Linked DNA regions of Drosophila melanogaster: regions 2, 3 and 4 are each linked to region 1. A link is a contact called in public Hi-C and targeted proximity ligation data. All regions are on one chromosome and are shown on one strand. The core of a region is the stretch at or near the end of the contact, and the rest is flanking DNA. Distances in the headings are between cores, read along the strand shown.

Region 1 (3,131 bases), core at 239-2,738:
TCCCCGTTCACAGGGCTGATAGAAATTTGCAATGAATCGCAGGCAGATCCTCATGCCACATGCACTGCTGCCTTATTATGCAAATGCTGCGACTCGAGATGCGCTCTCGCTGCCTGCCAACGTCATCGATTTATAAGTTATGCAAAGAGCGGGAGCCAGAACTCACACACCTACCCTCTGCCCCTGGCGTGTCCTTCGTATCCTTCGCATCTCGGGAACATAGAGGCTTTCGCTGTTCGACTTCTATGTTAGCATGGCTTTGCGTTGTAGTTGCCACTTTTGCTGACTGCAATCCGAAAATTTAGCTAAATCAAGCTGAGTGCAGCGACACTGAAAAAAAAACTAGCATGGACTCAAGAACTAAAATATTTAAATGAGGTTTTCTAGCCATATTATGATTTAAAAGAAGTACAATTATGTTGTTACACTCACATGTAAAATATCTAAGATAATAATATAATAAAAAACAAATTAAATGGTTAAGTTATATAAACATTAAACTTCTTATAAACATATAGTTTGGTTATGCGAATTTCTCAATATTTTCAATTAGCACATTCGTTTTCCTCTTTAAATAAGGAGAATCCACTTAAAGAAATCTGATAATCGCTGCATATTGTGCTATTTATTTTATGTTAAAAAAGTATATTCGCAAGAGCATAAAAACAATCTGATCGGGTTAATCTTAACTTTTTCGCTGCTCCATTCTCATTGATTACTACAGCACAAAAAAAAAGTGGGGAAAGCGTGGAATCCTAACTAGAAGAACGGAAGATAGAATAATGGATAAAAAACAAAGGGGCAGGGCAGCAAAAACTTAAATCATTGGCAAATACCTTTTTACGATGCGGATTTTAATCAAAGTTTTTGCCACCGCTGTCAGTTTCTTTTTTTTACTTAAAATGGTAATAAAAAAAAAAGGGGAAACGACGATAAATAAACATTTTAAAATAATTGCTAACGGCGTGTTGTTGCGCTTTAGTGAACTTATTAGTCTACCCTCGCACCGGCCAATTTCCACAATTGATTAGTTTAAAATTGCATTTTTTGGACATTTAAATGGGAATCTAATTGATTGCCATTTTTATTGAGAGCACTTAACACTATACAATGGCAGGTTTTGTATTTAAGCTATATATTCCTCGTTTATACAGTGTCAAATTAATTATTGATTTTATAAGCAGCTAAGAAAATGATTGTTTAATTTGGACCGATTGATCATCGAGGACTTAAAATGGACTTAAAATAATTGGATATTAGCAACTTTGAAAAGATCCCGTTTACTCCCAAAACTTCAGAATCAACCCACGAACTTCTTTAAGCCAGTGTGACCCCACCCGCTCTTTAGCTCTCTTTCGCTCCATCTCGCTTCCGCACATCGATTGGCGAAAGCTTCGCTCGCACTCGATATCAGCTCACAACTTCGCTTGCAAGCTCGCCGCGGAAAGCTCGCGATCACACGGGTCGAAATCGAAATCGAATCGCGGTAGAGAGCTTTTCGAAGTGCGAGCGTCGACGTTTTATTTCTGCGGCTCAGTCGGTTTTAGTTCGTTCTGTTGGAGAAAAGCAGCAATCACACGTTCGCAAGGTGAACGCGAAGACACAGCAAAGTAAGCCCTTCCCCCCCACCAACACACACACCCACCCAAAGCAAATAAGTAACAATAAATAATGGAATGGCTGGAAGACGGTTCTGGGCGATTTAAACAATTAGCGAAAGAAAGCGGCATTGAAATCCGTCTTGAATTCGCCCCGAAAAAGTGACGAAGCAGCGATCAAAGCGCAGAGCGAAAACACGCACACAGACTGCAAGTGTGTTAGATAATAAGTGCAGCACAAGTCCACACTTGAGTAAAATAATCCCTAAAAAAGCCGAATATCAATTAGTTTTCCAAGGAGCTTGAAAAAGTGCGGTATGAAAACGTGAAAATTTGCGCGTGGAAAATTATTTTGCCTTGTCAGCTGACCCCCTTCCCCGTGTTCGCTCCATCCCTGTCGCACCGCGGGTCTTGTGATCGCCGCCGCTCTTGCGCTCGCTTGCTCTCCCATTTCGAAACTCGAAACAGAAGTGGGAGTTATTCGTATTCCGATAATGAAAAACCAATATGGAGAACGAGCGACGTAAAAAAGGCGGCCCAAAGATTTTTACCATTTCCCTTACCCACTTTTTTTTCATTTGTCAGCTGACGGCAATGACAGTAGTCTTGTGATCAACGTCAAAAGCAATTGTCAAATATTCGAACTCGAATGGAGAGCGAGAGAGCCAGAGCGGAGAGTTGCTCTCCCACTCCACCCTCTCTTGTTTTTCTTTGCTGATAATTATGAAAACCCGCATATTTTGAAAAACATGCATTTCAGTTACATTCCTCCGTTGAATTTGTCAACCTGTGGTTGTTTTTTCACAGCTCTTATTTTATTTATTTAGCGATTAGTTTGACAAATTGCTCTCTTCGAACTTTCAAAGCTCTGTCACGTGAAACGAAAGCTCTGCTTTTAAAGTTTTACGCAGCATAATCAAAGAGGGGGAGTTAAAAAAAAAATAATTAAATCAATCGAAATTATTAGCTGCTAACCTACAACTTTATAACCTATAATCGAAAAATTTGGGAGCTGTGGGCTCTACAAAAACTTAACCTGTAAATGTAGCAGATACACCTGCCCCTTGTCAGCTGACAGAGGGCTGAGCAAGAAATTAGTGATAAGAAAATGTTCACCTTTATCTTCGCCCTTTTGCAGCCAGCATTTAACAATTTTCCTCTTCTATTTTCCCTCCATTGCAGTCGAAAAAACAGAATAAAGCAAAATGTCCAACCTTAAGCGTTTCGATGATGAGGAGCGTGAGTCCAAATATGGACGTGTCTTCGCTGTCTCCGGTCCTGGTAAGCACCTAACTATACTGACTAACCATAACTCATGCTATCTAAAAGTTAATAAAAATAAGTTAATAATACCTGTGAACTGGAAACCTTACTTTGATGATTAGTCTAGAACTTACACTTCTGTGTGAAATAATGGCAACTTTAGAAATGTGTCCACCTATTTGTGATTAATATTCAAACAACTCAAACATTTTGGTTTCATTATTCAAAATTAAATGTGAATAATTTTAATAATTAATTAATTGTTTCTTT
Region 2 (3,131 bases), core at 418-2,917, 250 kb before region 1:
TGAAGAGAGTGGCGTTTTTTGCTGAGAAAATTGTCAGGTTTTCTCCTTGATTTTATGGTGCAGCCAAGAGATCTCCATGCCATTTTGCTTAGCATCTCATCGTGAGTCGACGTTTTTGTTTTTAAAGAGAAATTTCACTTGGGTGTAAAGGCAAAACACACACATTTCGTACAATTGAAATATTAGGTTTTGTAAGGGGGTTTTTTCTGCCGATTGTTTTGTGCTTATATAATCGCTGCGGGAACAGGTTTCGCCGTTAATTATATCGAACTGAAAATACTCGTTTCAGATGTGTTAGAATTTTATCTAAAGTCAAATGGCTTAAAACACATGCGTGTACGGGGCAAACAAGTTTTTGGCGCCCATAAAATGTGACTAGCCCAATACCTTTTATGAGCTCCGTTCAAGATTCGCTTAAAGTTTCTCATTCCTTCTTTTTAGTTGTGTGTATCTCTGTGTAAATTAGTTCTTCTTCGAGGCGGGGAAACACGTTTTAGTCGCTCATTTGTCATTGGCATTGTACAATCTCGCTGGACTATAAACTATCGTTTCAAGTGGGCGCGATTAGACCTTCCTCCAAGTGGCCCTGGACATGTAAACACTTAACTGCCGTAGCGCACAATAACGACGGCTAGATTACAAAACTTCGTACTAACTACCCGCTCAACCCTCTTTTTGTTTCAATACGATAGATAGTTTGTCAAATAATAGTGTGCATAGGAATTAAACTGATTTGTTTGGATAATTGATTTTTTGCCTTTGTTTTGACGAATTATCCAATAGTTAAGTGCAAAATACTAATTAATAACCATTAAAAGATTGGAAATTTGAATATACAAAAAGTGTGCACAAACTATAGTTAACTTACGGAATTAATTAAAAAATTTAGAGCAATTGATTCAATTTTAAATACAAGTAATTCGGATATGTTTTCAATATTCGTAATTGGTTTTTAAAGTCTTGTCGAAGATTCGTTAGGATGGGTTTTTCTGTCCTATGACGTGTTCCATTCGCGTGCGTTTGTTCGCCTTATCGCGGGTTCACTGTACCACCCCGAGCGATTACGCGCAATCGACGTCGACGTGAGATGTTTATCAGGTTGACATGGTTCCGCGCTCGCAGAGATTACTGTGCACACACAAGTGCTAAGTAGACCATAAACCCAGAGTCATGCCTACTACTAGCTGGCTGTAATCTCCGGTTAGATTCTCCGCGCCACCGGCAGCGATTGCTGTGCCATGTGAAGCTCCGGCTGTTGCAATGGACGCCACTTACCTGCGGTCGGCTGGACAATCAGCGAGTCTCGCGGCGGCGGTTTCTGCTGCGGGCCGCTGCCCTCCGGATCGGCGCCTCCAAAGTACTGGTTAATATTGTCCTCAAACTCGTTCTGCATTTAGAAAATGAAAAAAAAAAAAAACAAGTTCATCTTTAGTGGCGCAGATAGTTCCTCACATCGAATTTCTCAAGTTTTGCTTACCCGCACAAAGCGCAGGTTCTGGTCGCGAAAATTGTCGTTGCCCTCAATGAAATTGGAACGACGCGACATTTTGCTGCACGATTTCAATTGCCAGTTACGAGTTAATCCAATGCAAATGCTATTTTTGCGCTGAGCGACGAGCGAAAAACGCAAATTTTATTTGCCAGAATGGAGCTGTCAACTCGATTGAAATGAAAACTAATGTGACAGTGTGAACGCCGGTGGAAAAACATTTAATGCCATGCGATAGGCTAAAAATACTAGATAGGCGTTTTCCCTGTACAGGGTGCTCATTAATAAAAAGTAAATGACAAGAATTTTCGAGAATAATTGCTATGAATTTCTATATGAAACTTTAAAAGCTTAATCCAAATTTAAGAAATTCATTTGTATTTTTGCTGTTGCAAATGCAATTGATTTCTACTTGCTTCTACTAAGTTTTCCAAGCAAATGTATTTTAATAATTTATGTACAAAAATTACAAGTTTCACTTAAATCAATATAAACAATTAAAATAACACGCAGTGCAGAATTATACACTCATTTTCCATCCGACACCCACTGTGCCCGCGAAATACCAGAAAAATACTAGCAATCAACTTCCCACTGTCACGATTAGCGGTTGTTGTAGTTGTGCGGCTTGGGAAGGAACAGCTGTTGGCCCGAAAATATAGATCCGTTTATTTCCTTGCCGCTTTACAGTTACCACATCGCCCGATATAGCATACGCATATAGCCCAATTGCACGTGGAGGAGGTTGCCGAGCAGTCGAGTAACCATGGCGGATGACACTAGTTCGCCGATGGACAGATTCTGCGGATCCACGTTCTGGGTGAGTGCATCAGCAGTGGTGTTCAATCCGAATGCATAGTGTAAATGTATGGTTTCCGTGTGTCCAACGAACAGAACGCAACAGAGACATGGTATACCAACGATCCGGACTTTACGCCCTGCTTTGAGCAAACGGCGCTGGTCTGGACACCCTGCGCCTTCTACTGGGCGTTCGTGATCTTTGACTTTTACTACCTGAAGGCGAGTTTGGACAGGAATATACCGTGGAACAAGCTGAACGTGAGCAAAGCTCTGGTGAATCTGGGTCTGCTGGTAATCACTGCCCTGGACCTAATTATGGCGCTGGTCAAGAAGGGCGGCGACTCTGAGCTGCCGCTCTACGACCTGGATGTTTGGGGTCCCATCATCAAGTTCGCCACCTTCCTGTTGCTCTTCATATTCATCCCGCTGAATCGAAAGTATGGCGTGCAGACCACGGGATGTCAGTTCATCTTCTGGTTCCTGCTCACTGTGCTGTCGATTCCCCGCTGCCGCACTGAAGTTCGACTGGACGCGGAGCGCCAGAAGATTCTGAATTCGCAACAGCCATCCGAGCAGGACTTTTCCTGGGAGGAGTATCAGTTCGTTAGCTTCTTTATCTTCTTCACCTTCACCAGCATTATGCTGATCCTGAACTGCTTCGCGGACGGAATGCCCAGACAAACCAAGTACCAGAGGGGTGAGAACGAGATTCCCGAACTGTCAGCCAGTTTCCTTTCCCGCATCACCTATCAGTGGTTCGACAAAATGGCCCTCAAGGGCTATCGCAACCCGCTGGAGGAGAAGGATCTGTGGGACCTGAGGCCGCAGGACAGCTGCTCCG
Region 3 (3,131 bases), core at 355-2,854, 190 kb after region 1:
TGGCATGGCGGCGCTGAAAGATTGGATGTTCCATCTGGGAGATGACTACAATCAGATCCCCAAATTCGCCGCCTCGCATTTGGTGGCCCTCATTTGCGAAGGGAACTTTTAGCATGTGCGGTGCTCCTCGCTCCACAACCAGGTCCCGCTTCATCTTCTGCTCTACGAAACCACTGCCCTGGCAGGGACTGCACTTCTTGTCGTCCCTTATGGTGAAGCCCCTGCCATCGCAAGTCGGACAGGTCTGCAAAAAAAAATAATTTAAATAATCTGCTCCGAAGTGTGGTATATGGGATCTCCACGGATGTGTGGTCCGCGGTGTGCATTCACTACAACTACAATCAATTCTTACATACCGTATCGAAGGGGCTGAGACCCATGAAGGTAAATGCGGCCGCTCGTCCAGCTCCGCCGCAGGTCTCGCAGCTCTCGTGCGCTTCCTTGGGACCGCCATCGCCGTTACACTTGGAGCACAGCTTCTGGCGATTGTACTCCACCTTCTTCTTCATGCCGCCGACGTAGATCTCCTCCAGGGTCAGCTCCACTTTTACCACGACTTTGCCATTGCGCCTGCCCCGACCTTCGGACGAGACTCGATCGAAGGGGAACCACTGGGCGAAGAATTCGGAGGCATCAGAGAATCCCTCGGCGCCCTCTTGCAGGCCCTTCAATCCATATCGGTCGTAGATGCGCCGCTTCTCGGGATCGGACAGCACTTCGTAGGCGAAGGATATTTCTTTAAACTTGTCGCCCGCATCGGGATTCTTGTCTGGATGGAACTCTTTTGCCAATTTTCGGTAGTTCTATTGGTGAAAAGGTGAATACAAACTATTTACCAACATATCGAATTGGAACTGTTACATACCTTTTTTATTTCCTCATCAGTTGCATCCGGAGCCACTTTAAGAACGTCGTATAAATTTAGGTTGTCCATTTCCTATTGCATCCCCAGTCCCCCTACAAACTAAAATATTTTGTACATTGTAAGTGTACGACTTATTAAATTATTTAACAATGTATTTATGACAATATTTTCAAGTCATATTGGCTAACAAGTATGCCCAAGTTCTACCAAAAACCTATAATTTTGGGGAAAGTACCAAATAAATACTTAAAATCGCAGCTTTTTTGGGGAACAGTAGACACTTGCTGGAACGTTCTGGAAATCTGTTTACACATTTTTGTATTTAACAGCTTGATGGAAGTTTTTGGACATATGAACTGCATATTATCAATACATCAATTTATAATACTACTATGAAATGTGTAAATATTGGACAAAAAAATTATTTTTACTTAATTGTTTAAATATCGAGTAAATTTGATAAGTAAAAGAGTGCTAAAATTAAAGTTCGAAGCATAATTTAAAATTAATTTTACTAACTTTTTGACAAATTATTGATATATTTTAAACAGTTTTTAAAGAAATGGATTAAATTAGATATGACATAAGGCAGTGGCCACTGTAGCAACACGTAATCACCCTCAAAAATCCCAAAAAATACTAAAAACATACCGTGATGAGTCATGCTGGCGGCACTTTCCATGCAGAAACGCGTTAGCACTTTCCACACGACGTGTCAGGGTCCCACCCGAATCACGTCTGCCAGCCCACATACACACACAGGCGCAGCTACGTGTGCCATCTTGCTTTTTTCATCGGAAAATTTTCCAGAAACTACGCTCGAAAATTACGAAAAAATCGCAACCAAATGGTGTCGAAATTTTTTTAAAATTTAAGTTTCGTGCATATACGTGAAATAAAGTCGGGTTGGTTGAAAAAATCGCGGCCAAACGATCGCTGGAGAATTTTTTCAATCAAGCCAAATGGGTGCGAAGCTGACGACGTAAAAATTTTTGTGTGTACCAACGAAAGAGCGGAGAAAACGGACGAGGCGAGAGCGCAAAGCGGAGAGACCGAGGAAACACTCGCGCAAGAAGAAGAAGAGCCAGCAACAGCACCAACTACGAGAGTTTTCTCTCCGTGAGTCTGTGTGTGTGCGCGTGTGCGCGCGCTTGGGTTCGGAAAAAATGATGGAAAATTACGAGGAAATTCGCCTGGGCCACATTAGGTCTAAAGATCTGGGCAACCAGGTGCCAGACACTACGCAATTCTATCCGCCAACTAAGTTTGATTTTGGCGCGGAAATTCTGGCCTCAACGTCAACAGAGGCAGAGGCAGAGGCAGAAGCAACAGCAACAACCACAGAACCAGCAACAAGCGAACTTGCTGGCAAAGCAAATGGTGAAATCAAAACAAAAACATTGGCTGCCAGGGAAGAACAAGAGATTGGCGCCAATTTGGAGCATAAAACCAAAAATCCCACAAAGTCAATGGGCGAGGATGAAGATGACGAGGAGGAGGAGGAAGAGGACGATGAGGAGGAGGAGGAGGACGACGAGGAGGGAATCACCGGAACGAGCAACGAGGATGAGGACTCCAGCTCAAATTGCTCCTCATCCGTGGAACCCGACTGGAAGCTGCGCTGGTTGCAACGAGAATTTTACACAGGTCGTGTGCCGCGCCAGGTTATTGCCAGCATTATGCCGCATTTCGCCACCGGCCTGGCGGGCGACACCGACGACTCCGTGCTGTGGGACTATTTGGCCCACCTGTTGAACGAGCCGAAGCGGCGCAACAAGCTGGCCTCAGTGAACACCTTCGACGATGTCATCAGTTTGGTCAAGAAATCACAGAAGATCATTGTGCTAACGGGAGCCGGAGTATCCGTCTCCTGCGGCATTCCGGACTTCCGGTCCACCAATGGCATATATGCGCGATTGGCCCATGATTTTCCCGATCTGCCCGATCCGCAGGCCATGTTTGATATCAACTACTTCAAGAGGGATCCACGACCGTTCTACAAGTTTGCCCGCGAGATATATCCCGGCGAGTTTCAGCCCTCACCCTGCCATCGTTTCATCAAAATGCTGGAGACCAAGGGCAAACTGTTGCGCAACTACACACAGAACATCGACACCCTCGAGCGGGTGGCAGGCATTCAGCGAGTAATCGAGTGTCACGGCTCCTTTTCAACGGCCTCGTGCACCAAGTGTCGTTTCAAGTGCAACGCTGACGCCCTGCGGGCGGACATATTTGCCCAGCGAATTCCGGTGTGCCCGCAGTGCCA
Region 4 (3,131 bases), core at 242-2,741, 150 kb before region 1:
TTGGGATCGATGTGCTCGGGTATCTGGATGAGGTGGCGATCGATGCACTCCACCGTCTGCTTGCCACCCTTCCACTTGCAGGCGCAAACCGTTTGGCAGGTGCTCTGCTGCTGGGCGGGGGGATCCAAGTCGGAGTGGGTGGGCGGAAAGTGCTGGCTGGGGGGCATGTAGCCATCCTCAGTCATCGGCTGGCTGTCCGCTATGGAGTACACCTCGTTCTGGGACGAGGGGGCGGGCCTGTAGCCTCCAGGGCCCGATGACGATGCTCCTCCATTGGCATACAGATGCAGCTGATTGTAGCGAGTGCCCAGGATCATTCCAGGCAGCAGGGTGAGGACCAGGAAAACTGCTTCCCTGATATGCATTTTCCTGGATTTTTCTTTAAGTCTTCTAGTTGAGCGTTCTAGGCCAAAGCCCAGTGTTTATTTGCGATTAGCAATATCATGGGGGTTTCAGTTGTTTTAGTTATGATATGATGAGTTAACGATTTTCACACGAATACATCGGTCTTTTTGTAAGTTTTTTAATTTGTTTATGATATTTTATTCTTTTATCTGAGTTAGTTTCTGATTTAAACTAGTTGATGTGTCCTGTGTTGATATGGAAACGTTTCCAGTTCTCGTTTAAATTTATATAGATTTTGCATTACTTTTTGCGTAACTCAAGGATATGTTTCGTTGGGTTGACCTTTTGCTCTTACTTTCGTGCGATTGTATCCTTCGTTTTTCTGCGCCCCTCTTTTAATTATGATATGGAAACTTCCTTATGGGTCAAGCGGAAAATTGATTAATTGCCGCCTTGGCTTCACTTGTTGTTGCTGCGGTTTTCGCCAAGATTTTCATGTTTTGCCGTAATTAGCGCTCGCCCAGACCCAATGTTATTTATAGGGCTAGCTCCCGCACACACACGCGCGCTCTCTCACTCGCACACACACACACACTGGCACACTCGTTTGGATGATAATCGTTTTTATTTTTCGGCCAACGAAATTCGTATTTCCCTGGCTGTTTTTTCTATTATTCTTTTTCTACGCAATTTTCCTTCAGCTATTCTGGATTTTTTCCTCTTCACGTGCTGCTCATACATGTGTATATATAATATGTATGTATATTTTCTTATTTCTTTTTTTTTTAATGGTTGGTTTGTTTTGTTGCTTCGGTTAGCACATTTTGCCACGCAAAGCTTTAATTCGCATCGCGTTTTTTCGTCGTTTTCGGTTTCGTTTTCGTTTGCGCTACGAGCGAACCTCGGTCCACGCGAAAGGGGATGGTGTTTGAATTGGATTTTTGGAGCGAGGGCGGCGCGATGAGTTGTGATCTAGGCATTGATTGTGCCCATTGCCATTGCACACACTGGCAATTGTTTTCACTGCACAAAATAACGGTGTGTCCTGGCTAGCGGTACTCTCACACACAGACACACACTCCAGCGGCACTCTTACACACACAACGACAGCGACAGCTACAGCGGGAACGACGCAACCGCTCGGCAGCGTACATCGACTTGAACTGAACTGAGCTTCTTCGATTTCAATCAAAGCCTCCGCAGTCGCTTTGCCACTCGGCCGCCGCCGAAGTAACTTCGGTTGCTCTTCTGCCGCTCGGCTCGCGAGCGGACAAAACGGAGAAAGCAGACAGAGAGAATGGTCGTGTGTTGCCGCAACCGTTTCGCAACATTCGCATGCAACATGTGGGGACTGCCGAATCGGTTGAAAGGATTATATTACACACGCCTCCGTTGTAAAAATCTCGAATTGGCTTCGCGCAGTATAAACAAGGATTTATGCGGTATAAATAAACATCCGTGGGCCGATCGCATGACATCATTAAATCGCATTTAATTGGCCCGACCTGTTTTGTTGTACTTTATAATAATATTAGCTGTGGTTGCGGTAATAATAAGGAATTCCTTGAAGTAGAAAATTTATGAAGAATGCAGACTTTGATTAAACGTACAAAGGCCCAACTCTTATCCGCCAAGAACACAATTTATATTGTGGCCTCGTCGAGCTTAAAATACTTGGAAATGCAATTGTTTTTTTGTTTTTAAGCATTTTGACAGCTAAGTCATAAATAACATTAATTTACCACCATATAGAATTCTAATCAGCTTTCGAAATTCTTTATTTTCCCAAAGAAGATACCTTTCCGACTAACTAACACGTCTTGAAAATGTTTTACAAATTTGTGGAGTCTGTTTACAGTGTTTGAATGTACTTTGGGTGTTCCTAACTCGCCATTCCCATTCCTTATTCCCATTCATCGAGGCCCCCGCTTCACCTCCGCACCTACAGTCAATCAAAAACAAAAACAGACCCAAAAAAGAAGTCAAATTAAAAGAAAGCAGTACACGAAAAGAAAATAATAGCAACTTGCTAAAATTAATGATACTTCAAGTTCCTTCCATCATATTCGTAAAAATAGGTTTCGCTTATTTTAAATAAATAAATAATTTAATAAATGTATTATAAATTTTAGTTTGTATTATAATATCATACATACCACATTTATTACACATTTGTAACAATATATATATGTCTTTTCATGCTTGAATATTCCATTGACTTAATTTAAAAGTTGTGAGTTGAAATCACAGTTTACCATACATTTTTTCAGTGCTAAACAACAAAAAGAACTGCTAAGCTTGCAGCCGGCAAGACGAATGAGTAGCTGAAAAAAGGCGACTTCGCTTCGCTTGTCTTTTCTTTGCCTGGCTTTGCCAGTCGAGTGCGGCGTAATTTCAGTCTTGACCGAATGAGTCACTTCCGCCAGATACGAGATACTGAAGCTAAACTGAATGAATTGGCTGGAGCTGCATGGTGTGCAGTGCACACTGTGCACAAATTTCACAATGTGATGATTTTATGGCCGGCTCGTTCATTCAAGATCGGTTTGCATAGTGAAAGAGCTCTCATGTCGACCGATCCGGTCGCAAAAAACTATCTCCGCTTAGTTTAATGATGCTCCAGAACCAGAACTCAAACCAGTACCCGAACCATAGTCAACACTGGGAATGGGACTGGGACTGGGATTGGGAATGGGAATGGGAATGAGAAGAGCTCAAACTAATTAGCCCGAGGGGCCAGAAGTTGAGCTTGAAGTGGAGCCAGAAATTGCGTATAAGTTACTTCA

Evidence for each region. A called contact is a pair of places that touch in the nucleus more often than the background predicts.
Region 2: a targeted proximity ligation map of the Kc167 cell line shows a contact between it and region 1, with 9 times the contacts expected there. A contact is called at or near these places in 9 of 107 Hi-C or Micro-C datasets (the D17-c3 cell line, the Kc167 cell line, the S2 cell line and 2 more) and 5 of 7 datasets of targeted methods (the Kc167 cell line and the S2 cell line).
Region 3: a Hi-C map of the Kc167 cell line shows a contact between it and region 1, with 2.0 times the contacts expected there. A contact is called at or near these places in 6 of 107 Hi-C or Micro-C datasets (the D17-c3 cell line, the Kc167 cell line, the OSC cell line and 2 more) and 2 of 7 datasets of targeted methods (both in the Kc167 cell line).
Region 4: a Hi-C map of the Kc167 cell line shows a contact between it and region 1, with 7 times the contacts expected there. A contact is called at or near these places in 20 of 107 Hi-C or Micro-C datasets (the Clone 8 cell line, the Kc167 cell line, the ML-DmBG3-c2 cell line and 8 more) and 4 of 7 datasets of targeted methods (the Kc167 cell line and the S2 cell line).

Annotation. Positions count from the first base shown.
Region 1 is chr2L:12,972,834-12,975,964 of dm6, forward strand. Vha68-2 (Vacuolar H[+] ATPase 68 kDa subunit 2) reads left to right here and starts at 1,489. Exons shown (of 5, transcript NM_001273496.1): 1 at 1,489-1,610; 2 at 2,781-2,879. The coding sequence starts at 2,804.
Region 2 is chr2L:12,720,176-12,723,306 of dm6, forward strand. It overlaps Pih1D1 (PIH1 domain containing 1), which reads right to left and starts at 1,668. Exons shown (of 5, transcript NM_135746.5): 1 at 1,478-1,668; 2 at 1,276-1,387. The coding sequence starts at 1,546. MRP (Multidrug-Resistance like Protein 1) reads left to right here. Exons shown (of 13, transcript NM_001316390.1): 2 at 2,180-2,309; 3 at 2,384-3,131. The coding sequence starts at 2,256.
Region 3 is chr2L:13,163,960-13,167,090 of dm6, forward strand. Sirt1 (Sirtuin 1) reads left to right here and starts at 1,605. Exons shown (of 2, transcript NM_058003.4): 1 at 1,605-3,131. The coding sequence starts at 2,032. DnaJ-H (DnaJ homolog) reads right to left here and starts at 2,113. Exons shown (of 4, transcript NM_165025.2): 1 at 1,517-2,113; 2 at 866-964; 3 at 357-803; 4 at 1-244. The coding sequence starts at 934.
Region 4 is chr2L:12,821,296-12,824,426 of dm6, forward strand. kek1 (kekkon 1) reads right to left here and starts at 1,492. Exons shown (of 1, transcript NM_078835.3): 1 at 1-1,492. The coding sequence starts at 365.